Linked DNA regions of Danio rerio: region 2 is linked to region 1. The links are chromatin contacts, called in public HiChIP or PLAC-seq maps. All regions are on one chromosome and are shown on one strand. The core of a region is the stretch at or near the end of the contact, and the rest is flanking DNA. Distances in the headings are between cores, read along the strand shown.

Region 1 (3,938 bases), core at 761-3,260:
GACCAACACACATTTCTCAGATCCATTGCAAAAAGGTTTATGATCAAATCAGTGTGTAAATCTGTGTTGCAGTTGTAATGTGATACAAATACGTCTGTAATAATGAGGAAGTTTTTTTTTTTGGAGTTGCAACATGTGCAGATATTAAATATCACAAGATATACAGATATGATGACAAGGGAGAAACTGAGAAGACGAACGTACGTGTTTTTCTGGAGATGCATTTCAATGTCTCTACCACCCAGTGTCATAGCATATTTCACTCTATCCGGTCTTGACTGCAAAGGAAAGAAATTAATTAGTTTGAATAAAAGGTTTCAAATATACAGTTGAAGTCAGAATTATCAAAAAAAAAAATTTTAACTTTTATTTAAAATAAAAATTTTAAAAAATGTGTTTATTCTAGCTGAAATAAAACAAAAAACTTTCTCCATAAGAAAAAATATTATCAGACATACTGTGAAAATATAATTGCTCTGTGAAACATCATTTGGGAAATATTTAAAAAAGAAAAAAAAATCAAAGGGGTTTAATAATTCTGTATGTAGTATTAGGGAGTATATAAGAACTCACCTGTAAGTCTCTTTTTTGCAGATCATGTAATCTTATTGGTCGTACAATCTCATAAACCTTGCCATGTAGTTCGTGAATGTGACCAACTGTAGCAGATTGACAAACACACAAGGAATCACAGATTACTCATTAAATACAGACATTCAGTATTTTGATTTTAATATAGAGGCTGTGAATGCAGCTTTCAGATTTCAGAACTGTTTCACCTGATCTAAATATTGTATTGAAAGGACAAGTGTAAACTTGAATGGCTGATTTTAGTGATAACTGCCAACAAACGTATCTACAGCAATGCCAGATTTGTTATTTTAAGGTAGAAAAAAACAATAGACAATGTCTGTTCTACACACTTTCTGGCCAAGATTGATATCCTTGTTTTGTTAAAGCATGTTTGCTTTACTGTGATTTTTACAGTCTGCCCCTAACAACATGTTTGGGTAATGTTTATTAAGGTGTAACTGTTTAAACAGTAACAACAATCAGTATTAAAGAGATATTTACATGGTAGTTTTTTTAAAATACCAGTGTTATCTTTTTACCAGTTTAGCAAAACCTACAATACACTCTTCAAATAATAGTTAAGTATAGGCCTTTCAATTTAGAGTATGGGTGTAGCATAAGCATCAGCAATAACACACAACTTTTTCACTCCTGACACAAGGAAATTGCATTAACCAAGAAGGTGTTTTTGCTATTGCGCCTGAGGTAACAAAACACACTGCTATTCTAGGTGTAGGCAGATTAAATAACAATGAATAATTTAAACTTTATATTATAGTTACGTGATGAAGAGTGTTAATACTATATTACTTACTAATTTTGGGACTTTGGTGTGTGTATATTGACCAGACCTTTACACTGTTAGCATTATTACTTCAACATTGTTCAATTGTATTTCATTATACTTCTATGCAACACAAAAACGCTGCAATTTACATGCTTACCAGAATTGACATACTAATTTTATTTCATATATCTTTGGAAACATCTGAAAATATGCAATAATTTAGTTTTAAACATGAATATATATTAAAAAAAGTCTTTGACATTTAAACATACCTGGGATATTAGATATATTATGAATAATTTGCACTATTTACATTCAGTGAAGTCTAGAATGTGTACAAATAAAATCCTCACATACCTCAGCAATGTACAGTAAGCTCTATAAATCTAAAATCTGACACTTTATCTTTCTGATTGTAACATACATGCTCTTCAACACAACATACAGTAATCTAAGTCTTGCAGTTGTTGCAGTGCAGTGTTATTGTTGAAGAGCCCTTGGCTGAGCACAGATAAGTTAATCAGTCATTGTAAAGTAGAGTCACTGGTGTATCCAGTGTCTTACCTGAGGGATCCAGTGAAACACACAGAGTGAAGATCCACAACATCAGATGTCTTTGGGCCATTGTCAGTGTTCAGAACAACTGAAACAGGAGATTTTGGTCAGGTGAAGTTTTATAGTTGACGTGAGACTAGTTTAGGCCATAGACCACACCTTACAGAGCGGTCTAACCTCTAGACATGGACTTTCAGGAAATGACACAGAGGTATAAAAGATTTGTTGACCTGTTAAGACACGCCTCTGAGAAAAGAGAATGTGACAGAGAAATGCAGACAGGCTCTGACGCATTGATTCCTGCTTAGTGGTAGATGTGTCTGTCTGTTTGTTATATTTGAGGAAGTATCTTTGAGGAAATATCTAAACTTTGCTAACTTTCCATGTTTGGTCCTAAACACCCAAGCTTCTGTCATTTAAAATAATTATCCATTAATTAACCATTTAAACAGCTGCTCTTTTTACTATCAAGTGGATAAGTACAGGCAGTTCTGTTATGTTGCACGACTGTTTTCTAAAAACAACTCGAGCACAGGCTGATTCTGATGTGAACACTGAAACTCAAATTACCGTTAAAAGAGGTTCAAAACAGTGCCTATACCTCATAGCACATACAGAGAAACTAATTGTATAATAGCAAAGGTATCTAAGTGACTTCGTTTGTGTACTGTACATGAAATGGCTATGCATCTGTCAATAGTAAAGACAGCAAAGGGGAAAATAAAGACCAATTAAAAATGATGTTTCCACCAAATATTGTTTTCTTAACTCTTCTGATGTTAAGCAAAGCAAGCACTGTTCCTAATAGGTTAATGCAGTTCAAAGTGCTTTACAAGAAAGAAATAACTAATACATTTAAAATAATAATAAAAAAAAAACATATGATTATACAACATTTGATAATACATCTAATATACGTACAAATAAAACATACATTTTATAAGATTTTACATGAAAGCTAGACTGAAAACATGTTTTTCATTTGGACTCAGAAATGTTAATGCTTTCAGGTCATCAAGGTTGTTTCATGACGACTAAAGGCAGCATCACTAAATTTCTTTAGTTCTACTCTAATGTATAGTTCAAAGAACAGAACTTGCAGATCCAAGAGTCCTTCTGGGTTCGTAAACTTCAAACATATATGAAAGAAAGTCTGCAGCAAGTCAAAGCAGTGCCTTGTAATCTAATTTTTATATCAAAATCTCAAAGGTAACCAGTACAACGACATTAATGCAGGTAAAATATGATCTTCCTTTTTAGATTTAGTCAATATTCTAGGAGCAGTATTTTGTTTTAGTTGTAGTTGAATAATTGTATTGTTTGAGAGACCTGTGAGAGGGTAATTACAATTATCATGCCTGATAGTTATAAATGCTTGCATTTATAGTTTGGAATTGCTTAGAGAGAGTAAGGGTCTTTCTTTAGTGTTCTTCAGATTAATAAATGCAATTGTGATTAAATCACATTTGAGCTTTAAAGTTAAAATCTGAATCAAAGTCTACTCCTATTTTTAAATTTTTTTTTGCCACTTGGCTTGGATTAAATCCTAGTATATTTGGTTTGCTTAGGGGTATATTTAAAAAATGCAGGATGTCTTGAATGCAATTTAAGGGTAAATCGAGTTGAGCTGGATCGTCAGGATATACGGCTACAGTATGTAGAGCTCTGTCATCAGCCTAGCAAGGAAAAGTAATACTATGCTTCTGTGACTAAAAGATAACAAATAAAGATTGAAAAGCGGTGGTCCTTAGACTGACCCCTGTGGAACACCACATGATAACTTATATGGTTCAGACAAAGTATTATTGATATATACTACTAATGTGCTTCCACTTAAGTAAGATAACATTAATTTACAACAGTTTCAGATAGACCAGTCACAATCACTTAATAACTATAAGTGTCTGGTGATCTATTGTATCCAATGCTGCACTCAGGCAGAACTGAAGGCCAATTTCTGTCAAGGTTTATATTAGTTATTTGAGCAATCCCAGCATTGTGACGTTTACAGACAAAACATAAA
Region 2 (3,938 bases), core at 685-3,184, 96 kb before region 1:
GGTCTTGTTTTGGACTTTTAATTTTGGCATCCTACATATGCCAAATTCATAATTTACAGTTGCTAACATTATTAAAAATTAAGGTAAAGCTTGTTAGTTTTTTGAGGAAATTGCACCAATCATTTCAAAACCTTTAACACTTTTAAATGATCACATATTGGGAATCCCCACATCTGGAATGCTGATAATGAACGAAGACAATTCGTATTTTTATTAAATTATTTATGCTGCCTGAGAAATGTTTTGCTTTTACAATGCCATTATGTTAGTTGGATTTCAATAAAAGGTCAATCGCATATACAACACAATCTCACTGCAATTCGTAACTTTTTGATTTGGGCTAATTCATATGAATTTGTATTTGTGATCTTGTTCGTACCATTAGCTTATCCCCCAATGATGGTTGGGTTAAGGGGTGGGGTTGGGTGCCAAGCCTCCTTTTTAAAATTGTACATTTTTATACGACTGAAGTAGTATTAATTTGTATACGAATTAGCCACTAAACTTACAAAATGTAAAATATTAGGTTTCTTCATGAGATCAGACTGGCATATCTAAGACTTAACATTTTTTTTTGTTTGTTTTAGATGTTTGGCAAAAATAAGAATTAAAGCTAAAATTATTAACCTTAATATCTGATAAGTTATAGAAAGTAGAATCAAATGATTAAATTTAATATAAAATGAAATGCTGAATGTTAATATTTTGGCTGCACATATTTAGTACAAGTATTTAAGTTAGCATTACACTACTTGATTAACATGCTTCAACAAATATTATGAAATTTCATAAATATTACTTCATTAAAAATGTATTTTTTTACATTCTTACTTTTTTGCTTTATTTACTTATGCTGTCATCTTTCGTTTACTATACCCAAAAGTAACATGTTTCCACATTTTAGAAAGTATTAATATGACAAAGAAAGCAATTTCAGATGTTTTTTTCTCATTATATTAATACAAGGGTGGCACAGTGGCTCAGTAGGTAGCTATGAAGGTTGCTAGTTCCTAGTTCGCATTTCTGTATGGAGTTTGCATGTTCTCCTCGTGTTCGCATGGGTTTGTGCTCCGGTTTCCCCCACAGTTAGAAGACATGCGTGATTAATAGTGAATTGAATAAACTTAATTGTCCACAGTGTATGAGTGAGCGTTTCCCAGTAATAGGTTGTGGCTGGAAGGGCATCCGGTGCGCGCATAAAACATATGCTGGAATAGTTGGCGGTTTATTCCACTGTGGCAACACCAGATAAATAAGCTGAAGGTAAATGAATATTAATATAAATAGTTAATATATTATGTGGACATGTTTTCTTTTTTTGTAAATAAAAGTAAACATGATGTCTTACCTAAGATCAACACTTACCATGCATACAATACAATAAAAGTTACAATAAAATAAAAGTAACACATTCATGAAGTAGTTTGAAACCCCCTTCATTTCACGCAAAATCTTGTAATCACTGCAGAAACCCCTTTAGATGACCTTCGACATTAAGTGAATCTCAAACCCATTCATATGTTTGTTTGATCATTTGTCATCTAAGTCCTGAAGTTTGCGGCACAAATGTGATGATCTGTCGGTCAATATGTTAAGTTATGATCTGGTGACCAGTAAGAATCTTTAACTAAAAAAAATATCAACTGTGTCCTAAAGTGTCTCCATTTTACCACAGGCCTACATTATGACTTTCAGTGTACATTGTCACATTAACTGGGTTGCTTTATCTCTGAAGTTTTTTTTCTGCTTCCTTCTTCGCCACGAAGATCTCCGAGGGACCTCCGGAACTCTTTCAAGTTTTGCGGGACCTCCATCACGACCCATTTAACCATCTGCTTTGCACGTGTCAAGTTGTACGTGCGACGTCAGGCCTACGCCATCGCGTCGCGAGCCACAGCTCCGCCATATTGCAGGAAATCCGTTTGAGGTTTAGAGATTAGCGTTTAATCTGAGGAGCTGGGAACGAGAGTGTGATTGGAAGTTACTGCTAGCCATATGGTTAGCTCGAGTGGGCGGGTAGATCGCGCAATCGCTGTTGTCAGACGACAGGACATATGTTTATTAAGACAATTCGGCGCGGTTCGGCACGTTATTATTATTATGCCGAACTGACTCACGAATCTGTGGCTAAACTGGCGAGTTGACGTTCTGACTCCGAAAAGTGGAAAATCGGATTAACGTTCAAGATTGCGCACCAAACCCTAATCATCTTGTGTCGGTGGCTCCCGTTGCTTCGAGCCCAAGCTATCTCATCGAGGACGGTTTGCAGCTTATAGACAGTTTAATGTCAGCAGGGAAACACCGGGCTCGATTCTACTAGTTTGTCCGCGCACGACGGTGATAGTGTTTCTGTCAGCCAGCGAAGGGGGAAAGCGATCGAGTCGGTGTCTGCTGGCGATGTTATTATGCTGCCCTGTGACCCGTGTGGCCAACTGTTGTTCAGTGTTGACTAAATTAGCCGTGTTAGCGTGTTAAACTGGTTCGTCGGTGTGAATTTTGAGCAGTTTTTCGGACTCTTCTGAGTCGCTGGCCACTTCGCGATCTCTCTCCTCGCTCTGACTGGCAGCAGCAAACACGGAGGATATCTTTACTCGTTTGCTGGCTAATAAATCCTGACTGAACTCTGAGAAGATGTCGACGAAAGAGCCGAAAGAAAAGCTGTCGACCACCGAGCGAATCATTAAAAGTAAGTTCAATCTCAGTTTGTGTTCTGTGAACGGGCTCTAGACGCTCGAATCTAACGGATTCAGACTTTGGTATTTTGGTGAATCGTTTGGTTCGCTAATTATTTGATTCCTCTGAATCATTCCTTGACAGCTGCTCCTGTGTGTGTTCATTGCTTTAACGTTACTTGTCATTTGTCATTATGGCATCTAGATTGCCCAATTTTCAAGCAGTTAATGCAACTATGCCAGAGTTTTTTTTTTTTTTTTTTTTTTTTGCAATCTTTTATGTTGACATGTTTCTAAGGTGGCAGCAAATTGTTGCATTTCTCATGCTCCATTTAAACACAAAGCAGGGTATTATTTATGTCTACCTTAGGATTTTTTGCAGGTCTTAAAAGTCTTAATTCGTCCTCTCTCTATTTAAGGTCTTAACTTAGAGTAGAAAGCCTACATAGCCATTAAATGTTGGATGCCTGCAAAAAAACAACAACAAAAAAACTATATATATATATATATATATATATATATATATATATATATATATATATATATATATATATATATATATATTGCAACATAAACATTCTTAATCAAAATGTGTGTAATTTAAGATATGATCTGAGAGAATTTTATCCTGTGTTTTTGAGAAATTAAACAAAATGAGTGTTTACACCTACATAAAGCTCATATATCTTTCAAGAGTATAGGAAAATTACTTCAAATTAAATTAAAAATATTGTTTTGAGGCCATTGGTGGATATTTGTCTATTTCAATCACATACTTGCTTCACTTTGATCAGTTTTACAGAAAACAAGACGGCTAATTTAATGTAATTTTGCCTTCCTAATAAATGTATTTTAACGTTTAATTAATGTGTTTAGATATTTACTCTAGACAACCAGACAAAAACGGTAACGAAGAACACCCCCTATAAATGTACTCATCAAATCTATTCATTTTATGGTTTTGTTTTTTTTCAACAATCTGGAATTGGCTTTAATGAAGCTCTTAGAAGCTCTGTACTTGCACAATCACCTCCCCAAAAGCCTAAAATAAGGCATTTGCAGAGTATGTGATTGCTTTTAAACTACTAATCAAAATTGCTCATTGCAGGTTTTAGTATTCATGGTAGCTGAAAACGGTGTCTGAATAAAGCTGTGGTTGTCTTGGAAATCTGCCATGTTTGTAACTGTGTAGGTGGGTGTGACCCTTGTTTCTGACTTATGCATGTAAAATATGAATACTTCTTTCTCCACACTGGGTGGATGAAA

What was found. HiChIP or PLAC-seq counts read pairs in DNA pulled down with a chosen protein or histone mark.
Region 2: a contact with region 1 is called in an H3K4me3 HiChIP or PLAC-seq map of gastrula embryo, with 4 times the contacts expected there. The contact joins the promoter of ppp3cca here to the promoter of adam28 in region 1. A contact is called at or near these places in 2 of 4 datasets of contacts at active chromatin or transcription factors (embryo and gastrula embryo).

What each region holds. Positions count from the first base shown.
Region 1 is chr5:28,503,498-28,507,435 of GRCz12tu, reverse strand. It overlaps adam28 (ADAM metallopeptidase domain 28), which reads right to left and starts at 2,010. Exons shown (of 9, transcript NM_001076718.1): 1 at 1,925-2,010; 2 at 574-659; 3 at 205-278. The coding sequence starts at 1,985.
Region 2 is chr5:28,599,844-28,603,781 of GRCz12tu, reverse strand. ppp3cca (protein phosphatase 3, catalytic subunit, gamma isozyme, a) reads left to right here and starts at 1,934. Exons shown (of 13, transcript NM_001166628.1): 1 at 1,934-2,686. The coding sequence starts at 2,632.